Linked DNA regions of Hordeum vulgare: region 2 is linked to region 1. Evidence: chromatin contacts called from public Hi-C data. All regions are on one chromosome and are shown on one strand. The core of a region is the stretch at or near the end of the contact, and the rest is flanking DNA. Distances in the headings are between cores, read along the strand shown. Region 1 holds the start of LOC123442676. Region 2 holds the start of LOC123442683 (receptor-like protein kinase FERONIA).

Evidence for each region. A called contact is a pair of places that touch in the nucleus more often than the background predicts.
Region 2: a contact with region 1 is called in a Hi-C map of seedling, with 2.7 times the contacts expected there. The contact joins the promoter of LOC123442683 here to the promoter of LOC123442676 in region 1. A contact is called at or near these places in 1 of 6 Hi-C or Micro-C datasets (seedling) and 1 of 1 datasets of contacts at active chromatin or transcription factors (embryo).

What each region holds. Positions count from the first base shown.
Region 1 is chr3H:22,690,502-22,695,044 of MorexV3_pseudomolecules_assembly, forward strand. It overlaps LOC123442676, which reads left to right and starts at 2,304. Exons shown (of 2, transcript XM_045118782.1): 1 at 2,304-3,545; 2 at 3,962-4,543. The coding sequence starts at 2,331. The coding sequence ends at 3,973.
Region 2 is chr3H:22,819,955-22,824,974 of MorexV3_pseudomolecules_assembly, forward strand. LOC123442683 (receptor-like protein kinase FERONIA) reads left to right here and starts at 1,264. Exons shown (of 5, transcript XM_045118793.1): 1 at 1,264-1,821; 2 at 2,039-2,935; 3 at 3,637-3,695; 4 at 3,807-5,020. The coding sequence starts at 4,001.

The sequences.
Region 1 (4,543 bases), core at 1,054-3,553:
CGTAAACCCCCCTCACATATGTGTTAATAATCCCGGAGTCTATTCAGAATAAATATGTATTTTCAAATAACCATATCTTTTAAATCATAAATCTAATTTAAACATGTTACATATGAAATTTGATTAGAAAAATGTGTAGAGTTTGAATATATTGTTATTTTTCATGTTAAATATTTTTAATAATCCGGAGTCTATTCAGAATAAATATGTAATTTCAAATAACAATATTTGTTAAACCGTAAATCCAATTTAAACATGTTATATATCGAATTTGATTACAAAAATGTGTAGAGTTTGAATATGTTGTTATTTTATATTTTTTATATACTATGTAGGGTACAATGTAAATCAATATATTGAAAATCGTTACTACCCGTTGCTCATTTAGGCCCATGTCAAATCTTAATCAACATAATTATTGTCCGATTCATTGGTATTCGACATGCAGCGGGGCATGTTTTTTATATGATAAAAAACATGTTCACAAAATCAAGGGTGTCTACTAATGTTTACTGAAATCATTTATATGTATTAATCAATATTATGCCATTTAAAAAAATCAATTAACTAAGCTAGAGACATGAGAGGGTTTTTTCGTCATGTTGCAACGCACGGGCCTTTTTCCTAGTCTCTCCCTAATAATAAAGCAAATAGGATTTCTGGTCGTCCGTCATGGAAATTACCCCTAAAGTTTGCATAAATTACCTACCATGCCACCGTAAGTAATAAAAAGCGTTTCACAAAGCAAAAAATCTTAGACTGGGCCGGCCATGTAAAAACCTCCTATATTACGCTCTGCACCCTGGGAGAATATCCAGCACACCGTATGGGCCGGCCCATGCACATGCCCAGTTTTTTAGTTCCGTTTATTTATTTCTCTTCAGTTTCATTTTATTTTTCTATTTTAAATAATTTATAACTTCAAATAACCTTTAAAATTTTAATAAACTTAAATTTTTAAATCAACATATTAAAAAAAATAAAATGTTTGTGACTTAAAAAACTGCTCGGAGTTTTTGTAAAAAATGCTCGCATATACAATAAACTGTTTGCAAGTTTAATTTGTTTTTGTAAAATAATAAAAGTCCATGATTTCAAATCAAACTCCATGTATTAAAAATTATTGAAAGCATTTAACAAAATTCTTTCTAATTCAAAATATGTTAATGCATTTAAAATATGTCCTAAAATTTTAAAAATAGCTAATGCCTGTTTTGATAATTTCTTTTTTTTATTTACATTTTTCCGTTCCATTTTTGTTTACTTCTAATTTAAACAATTTAGAATTACAAAAGCATTTGCATATTAAAAAATAGGAATTTTGAATTAAAATGTTTACGAAAACATAAAATGTTTGTGGATTCAAAAAAGGCGCCGGATTTTTTTTATTTTTTTGCAAATTCCAAAACAATGTCCGTGAATTTAATAAATATATTACTGACTTATAAAATGTTTGTTTATTCAGAAAAATTTCAGGCATTTGAAAAATGTTTGTGAATTTAAAGTAAAATCCTCCAACATCAAAAATTACGTTCGTCTTTTCTAGAATTGGTCGCCAATTCAAAAGAAAATATTTAAACCCGTTTGAAATATAAAAATTGTTCACGATTTTTAGTAAATGTTTGTAAATTGAAAAAAATGTTCTCGATTTTAAAATTGTTCTCATATTTGTAAAATTATTCATGAAAGATCTAATGTATGTAGTTGAACATTAATGCTTCTAAGTCTTTGTGAAAATATACCCGTGTGATTTTTGAAGAATTAACTGTTGGATGGATCGGATTATTATTGTATGTTTTCTAAAAGAAATTATTGAAATTAAGAATAATTCTTTGAGTTACCAAGATTTTTGACAACCATGATATTTTTTTTTTGAAAATGTAAAGATTGCTTCAACTTGTGAATAGATTTAAAAGAAGAAACATTTTCTTGCATTTGTACACAAAATTTTAAAATCAAGCGATGATGTGTGAACATAATATGGTCATCATCATTAAAGATTATGTTTTTTCGTCACGTAGCAACGCACGGGCCTTTTTCCTAGTGTTAAATAAAACAAATAGATATGTGCAGCAAGAGGATTAGAAAATATGAAAAAGAAAGGGTTACAAAAAGAATAGGAAATGGTGGGAATGGTTTGAAGGTCAGTTTAAAACAATTGTGCTAGCCCACAGTAGAGTACTGATCGCTCATCCGGGCTGAAGGCTCGCCATTTCTTCACGAGAATTTCTGAGATTGGGCCCGCCGGTCCACAGTCCTGGTCGTTCTCTTCTCATCCCCAAACCCCTAGGCTAGCTCGCACCAAACACCCACTGCCACTGGAATCAGCCATGTCCACCCAAGCATCGCCGCCGCCGCCGCCGGCCGCTGAAACCACCATCGGCGCTCTCGGCGACGACCTGCTCCGCGAGATCTTCGCCCTCCTCCCCGACCTCCCCAACCTCGCCCGCGCCGCCTTCGCCTGCCGCGCCTTCCTCCGCGCCATCCGCTCGTCGCCCGCCTTCCGCCGCCGCTTCCGCGAGCTCCGCCCGCCGCCCCTCCTCGCCTTCTTCCTCGAGATGTTCATGGATCCGGTCCCGGTCTACCCCTCCCCCTGGCGCCCCTCCGACACGGACCTCGCCGACGCCTTCCGCGGCGCCGATTTCTTCGAGACCCGCCGCATGTTTGGCCTCAAGAACGACGACGACCCCGGGTGGGCGTTCGACTACATGTTGGACGGCGAGATCCGCATCGCCCACCGGAAGCAGCGAGCGAGCTACAGCCCGGTACGGCAGGCCCTGTCCCTCTTCCCCGACAGGCACATTCTGGGGGACGGCAGCTTCCTTGAGTTCCACACCCTCTCCTACCAGGAGGAACAGGGGCTGCAGCGTGTGGTCTGCATCCGCCATGACCGCTATTGGGCGCGGGCGCGCGTCGCTGTCTTCTCATCCAACACCATGGAGTGGCAGATTTTCCCTTGGGTGGAAACAAAGGCCCTGGTGCCCAAGGATGCCAAAAACTCTAACCCTGGTAAGGTGGTCGATGGATTCATCTACTGGATATTTCCCATGGGAGCCGGTATGCTCGCGCTCGATGCGACGACATCTCAGTTCCACCGAATGGATGTGCCGCCGCCCGTGAGTAGGATGCTTGTTACTACATTCGAGCTTGGCCAGACCAAGGACGGGAAGCTCTGTATCGTGCACTTAAATTCTGCGGGCATCAATGACGGGATGCTTTTTGTTTGGTCGTGGGGAAAAGATAGTGATGGTGTGGAGAGATGGGTGTTCGACAAGCCGTTTCCATTGCGCACCATTGTTGAATTCATCAAGTCCTCAATGGTAGTTCACTCCAAAGTAGGAGTTTTGTCCGTCATTGATGGCTTTGTGTACCTGTCGGTTGACTGTCATGAGTTTGCCCGGAACCATAGTGATTCTCCAGAGTGGTTCCTATCATTTTGCCTGGAAACTACGGAGCTTCATCTGCTCTTTGAGGGCCAATATCAGAGACATCATCGTGCCCACCCCTATGTCATGCCGTGGCCTCCTTCTTTGGTACACAGCAAGGTGAGCCCATGCTTATGCGGGACGATTCTGGTAAAATTTCTTCCTACCTTCGGTTTGGTCTCCAGATTGTAGATCTTATGTTACCTTAGAGCACTAGATTACAGTGTTCTTGTTAAAGCTGCTATCAAACACGTAGTTTCACATACATGACATGGCTGATTTGTTATCACCATTGCTCTATTTCCATTTTTGACCATGAGGTTTTGTGCAGATTAAGCACAGGGCACTGCTGATATTTGTGTTTTGAATTTTTTTTACACTAAAATGACTCCATAAAAATTGGCAACTACCATGAGATGGTTACTGTGGAGCATTTTACTTTTGTTGCTTGTGTTAAAGATAAAAGGTTGGTGTATCATTAGAATCTATAGCCTTGCATAAATGTACGCTCATATTTTTCATTTTCTTTTTGACAGGATGGTTCATAAGCTAAAGTTAATAAAAACTGTGTTGCAGATGATAGTCCCGTGGGCAAAGAAAAACATTGTTCTATCCTTATCACAGCATTGCAATCTTTCAAAGAAGCTTTGATTGATGATGATGAAGCAAATAGTACCGAGGCAGCGGCCTTTTTCACAATTGAGGATGAGAAGATGTCTCTCGTGAGAAAAATTACTACTGCGGATGTTCAACTGACAAATGCAAGAGATCATGTCCTGAGGTTAAGTGCTGACTCTGCTAAATCCAATATACCACGTCTTGACAATGATTGCCGCTTCTGCTTTCTATCAAAAATTCACAGTTAGATGGATGATGAAGTTAGAGTCAGTTGAACTTATGTTTCTGAGAGGATGCTTAATATTAGAAGGCTCGAGTTAGGTTCCGAATCCTATAAAATGGAACAACTTGCCATGGATAGTGATTTTTTTAGGGATGCTGGTGCTTATGAATCGACAGCAGGGCTTGTTGATCTACAACGGGTAATTGGATTTGTGGCGGTGACAACTGACAAGTAAAGATCAGCTGCATGGTTGTTTCCAGCGCTTTGAGGGTGAGTT
Region 2 (5,020 bases), core at 14-2,513, 130 kb after region 1:
TGCAAGAGACCAATATTACGAGATTTAGGCACCCTCGCTCCGTAACACCACCACATGTTGCAACTAGGGCTGCAAACGAGTCGAATTTGAGCGAGCTCAAACTGAATGAAGCTCAAGGTCAAGCCGTAAACCATGACTCGTGCACAGCTTGTAACGATCTTGAGTCGATCTTGAGTTACTTTCGAGCTAAATGAGACCATAAAAAAATGTTCACTTCGGCTTACAATACACCAAATCACGTGTACCCTTTCCAAAAGTATTTTACACGTGAATAGTGTAACCATAAATTCTATCTTGAGAAAGAACCGCAGACATATTCAGATATCATTCAATGTGAAAATGAAAAAAGGCTTACTTCGATTGATTGTACAACCATCACGTCATTCTTCCAAGAGCTCATCTTGCAGCAGATGATGGTCTTCATGAAAGAAAGATAGGAAAATCAAGGAGCATATGCTTGGGAATTCTGGCCAAAAGCAACGAGACATTAACAAACACCCGACCATGTACCGTAATAAGGCCTAAATTTTCTCTATACTTAGTTAAACTTCCGTGTTTGCTAGTAGATAAAATGGAGAAAATCGTGAACAACATGTATGGTAATAAATTATTCTATTTCCATTTAATATATAACATAATGATCTTAAACCGAGCTATCGAGCTAACATCGAGCGAGCTAGTATTGCCTCAAGATTGGCTCGTTTCTCGACCGAACTGCACATAGTGTTCATACTCAACTCGTTTCTTTTCGAGGTGATCTCGAGTCGAGCCAAAAGACGAGTCGATCTCGAGCGACTCACGAGCCTCGAGCTTTTCTTGCAGCCCTAGTTGCAACAAATTATTTCACATCATCAAGAATGTCTTTGCTACAGTACAATTCCACACAGCTCCTGTCTCGGATCTGATTGGTCGGCCCAAAGGGTATTGTAGTCTTTTCTTCCCGCCAATAAGAGGGGCGACCTTTTTTCTTTAGGGTTTGCTGCCGACGATTAGGGGGAACAACTGCTGATGGTTACCCCTTCGTGTGCCACGTGTCGTGTTCTAGAGAACACTTAGATTTTTGTCTTTTTTCTACATGCATTTTCGTGTTTAATATGTTTTTTTTTGCTTGGTTTTCCAAGGTTTTGGTGAAAAAGATTTTTTTTTCCTTTTCTCAACAAGCAACACTTTTGGTTATTTTTTGAAAGAAAATATCATCAAAATTCATTAACATGAAATCTAGTTTCAAATATCAACTATGAAAATAATTCAAAATTTGGACGTAAAAGTGATGATTTCGACGACTAGGCCGTCAACCTCGTGTTGAGCGGCAAACCACACCCGCTTCAATGGGCCCGGCCCAATAAGCCAGCGGAGCGGGTGCTAATCGGCCTAGCCGGCCGGAGCACGACGCGGCTGTCTCCGGCAAAGACCAGGCGGTCGACGAGCCGCCGGAGACGGAGACGACATGAGTAGGTTAGGGTTGGGGGTGCGGGGGCCTCGCCTGCGTCGGAGAAGATGCGGTGGTGCGGGGTGTTTGAAGGGATGGCGGCGCCCTGCTGCCAACACCGGCCGCGGATGGCCGGAAGCGGCGGTTGGTGCCGGTGCCAGTGCCAGCGGGTTCGACGAGCGGGCGCGGATGGACGGCGATGGTCCAAGCAAGGGACAGATACCCCCACTGCCTCACACTCTCACTTGACCGCTTCAAAGGACGGATACAGAGTCCAGGTCCAGATGCGCCGCATCCCCTTCAATCCAAATCATGACGAAGCGGTGGTCAGCCTCGAGGTTTTTCGATCGACGACACAGTTGACTCGCACATTCCCTGCCTGTTCGACCGAGGTATGGAAGATTACTCTTGAATCCCATGTTTAATTAGTTCACAGTTACACCGTGTCCTGGTGTTTTCTACTCCCTCCGTTCCTAAATATAAGATCTTTTAGGGATTCCACTAGAGACCATATATGAATGTATATAGATATATAATTTAAAGTGTAGATTCATTTATTTTATTCCGTATGTAGTTCATAGTAAAATCTCTAAAAGGTTTTATATTTAGGAACGAAGGAAGTACTTAGGAAGCATGTCCACATGACAAGTCGACTGCGATTTGAAGTTGAATCGCAACCAAGCTGTTCCCTTGTGCCAATCTGGAACCTGGAAATTAACATGGCTCTACTCCTCCATCTGCTCTCATCAATGGCATGGTAGCACAAAACGATGTCCGGTCCTTATCCTGGTAGTAGCTTTCTTTTCTATTGACCGGCTGACTGGTCACAGATTGTTGCACTTGCTATATACTAATATAAATAACCCTATGCTATTGTGAAACTACAACTTTCCTGTGGACAATACATGCTAAGTTCAGTGTTTTATGATCCGGAGTAGAATAGCATGATTAGTCTGCACCATACTAATATCACTGAAATAACTAGTCCCCTACTTAAATCTTTCCTGCCTTTGTTTGAATAGTTCGGGATTTTCTAGTATGCCATGTTGTGGATGTGGCGAGTCTCTCTGGTATATGTTCGGAATTTAAATAACGTTATGAATGTCATACATTTATATCTTTATAATATAGATTTATTCCTTCCACTGGTGGTATGGACACGGAAAATCAGTGGACCATTCTTGTCGATGCCAAATGTATATTTTTTTGGAGTGAAAAATCAAAGACGGTGAGATATTTGTTTTGCTTTGAACATGAGACCTTTCAACATTTGTTCTGTGGCTATCCTTTGCCCTGAGCTGCTTGGTGTGCTGTTTATTTTGCGGTCAATATTACTCCCGGGGGTGGCATGTCACATATTTTCGTCCACTAAAGCACTCGGCGAGTGCATGCTGAATCTCTCATCACTTTTTCCCGCCAACAGCGCCGTAACTGCTGCTGCTTGGGCCTTCATCTCGCCCATGGCTTTGATTTCTCTTCCCACACGAACTCGGCCTTCCTGTTCAGGTAACCATGCATCCTGCTCCTCGTTCTTTTCGAGCTCCTTTATCTTGATCCGGTTGGATATGCTCTATGTATCCATTCCTGGGCTCGAATTTTTGAAGGGTTCTGATATCTATAGCTTCCGCCCCAAATTTGGCCAAGGGGTTCCCCTGAGTTTAGTTCTTTCATACACAATCACCATACTGTGTGTTTTGGAAAGACAACAATTCAGGTTTTCCTGCTTAGATTTTTTTTAGACTTTTAAAAAGTATGATCTCGAACCTAGCAAGAAGAATAGACCACTTTTTAAGGGAAACATCAAAATAAAAGGCAAGTTGTCCACCAATTTCTTTTCTAGATGTGGAATCATCATTCAGGACTGTTGCTCCACAGGTCAAAAAAACGGGTTATTACTCCATGTTTTTCCTCTTGGTGTGATTTTTTCGTCCACAAATGTATACTACTACGTCTGCAACTAAATATAAGACGTTTCTGCAGTTGAATTTGAACTCCAAAAACGTCTTATATTTACTTACGGAGGTAGTAATTTTTATTTGATTTCTTACTTAAATGTTCGGTTTGTACATGCTAGATCTACCCTTGTCAGATGTATATATTGACTACTTTTTTTAGTTAAATTCTCGCACTCTTTTTTCTTCTTATTTGATCTACTGTTGGAAAGAAATGAGTGACCAGCCTTTGTCTATTTCTGTCTTCTGGTACAGTTTCAACTTCCGGTGATGCCAGGAACTTCAATTTACTAAAGTTCTTGCAATTATTAGTGGTGATCTCGTACTCAGACACGTGGATGTTCTGCCTTGCATCAATGATCTTTTGTTCAAACTGCCATGATTCAGTTTACTGAATTATCAACTTCTTTTTGCTGCGATTGCAGGTTCTGTGGCTTTCTAGGTGTGCCTTCTTCACTAAACAATAGCACAGTGATCCTAAGATCCTCAATTTTCCCGACATTTTCTTGCCCCAAATTCCAAGAACATTACAATGTTCTTTTACCATACAACAGCCCTCCTGTAGCAAGTTGATGTAACGGAGCCCCCAATTATTTCTCCTGGTACACCAACCACCACAATGGTGCTCCCAACCTTACCAGTTACCCTCATATTCCTCACACTGTTAGCTTTCTTGTCGATTGCCATGGCGGCTGATAGCAACTCCATGGCCTCTGGCCTCATCCTCCTAAATTGCGGAGCATCAGGCCAAGGCGATGATGATATTGGTCGTACTTGGGATGGGGACATCAGCTCCAAGTTCGCACCATTACTGGAAGGAGTTGCAGCCAATGCTGCATACGAAGACCCTTCACTCCCCTCTATGGTCCCTTATATGACCGCACGCATATTCACTTCAAATTACACCTATTCCTTCCCTGTGACCGCAGGCCGCGTGTTCTTACGCCTCTACTTCTATCCGATTGCTTACGGAAACTATGTTGTCTCCGATGCCTTCTTTGGGGTCACGGCAGGAAATCTTGTACTCTTAAATGGTTTCAGTGCTTCGCAAACTGCTCAGGCGACCAGTTCTGCCTACCTTGTGCGTGAATACTCGGTGAATGTTTCTTCAGGCAGCTTGGACCTCACCTTTGCCCCATCAACACATCAGACTGGTTCTTATGCATTTGTGAATGGCATTGAGATTGTGCCCACACCTGACATCTTCACGACAGCTGACACAAAATTTGTCAGCGGCAATCACACAGATTTATTCAAATTCACCGCTGACACAGGCTTCCAGACTATGTATCGGATCAATGTCGGGGGGCCATACATTTCCCCGAAAGATGACTCGGGCTTTTACCGCTCATGGATCAATGATGCCCCGTACAGATATGATGACTCTGGGGTAACCTTCAGCAAAGATGATAATGTGACTATCAGGTATACACCCACAGTGCCGAATTACACTGCACCAGTTGATGTATATGCTTCAGCTCGGTCGATGGGGCAAAATCCACATGTAAATCCGAATTTCCATCTGACACACAAACTGAACTACAACCTTACATGGATTTTACCGGTTGATGCGGGGTTCTTTTACCTCCTAAGGTTTCATTTCTGTGAGATTGAGTATCCCATTACCAAGGTGAATCAG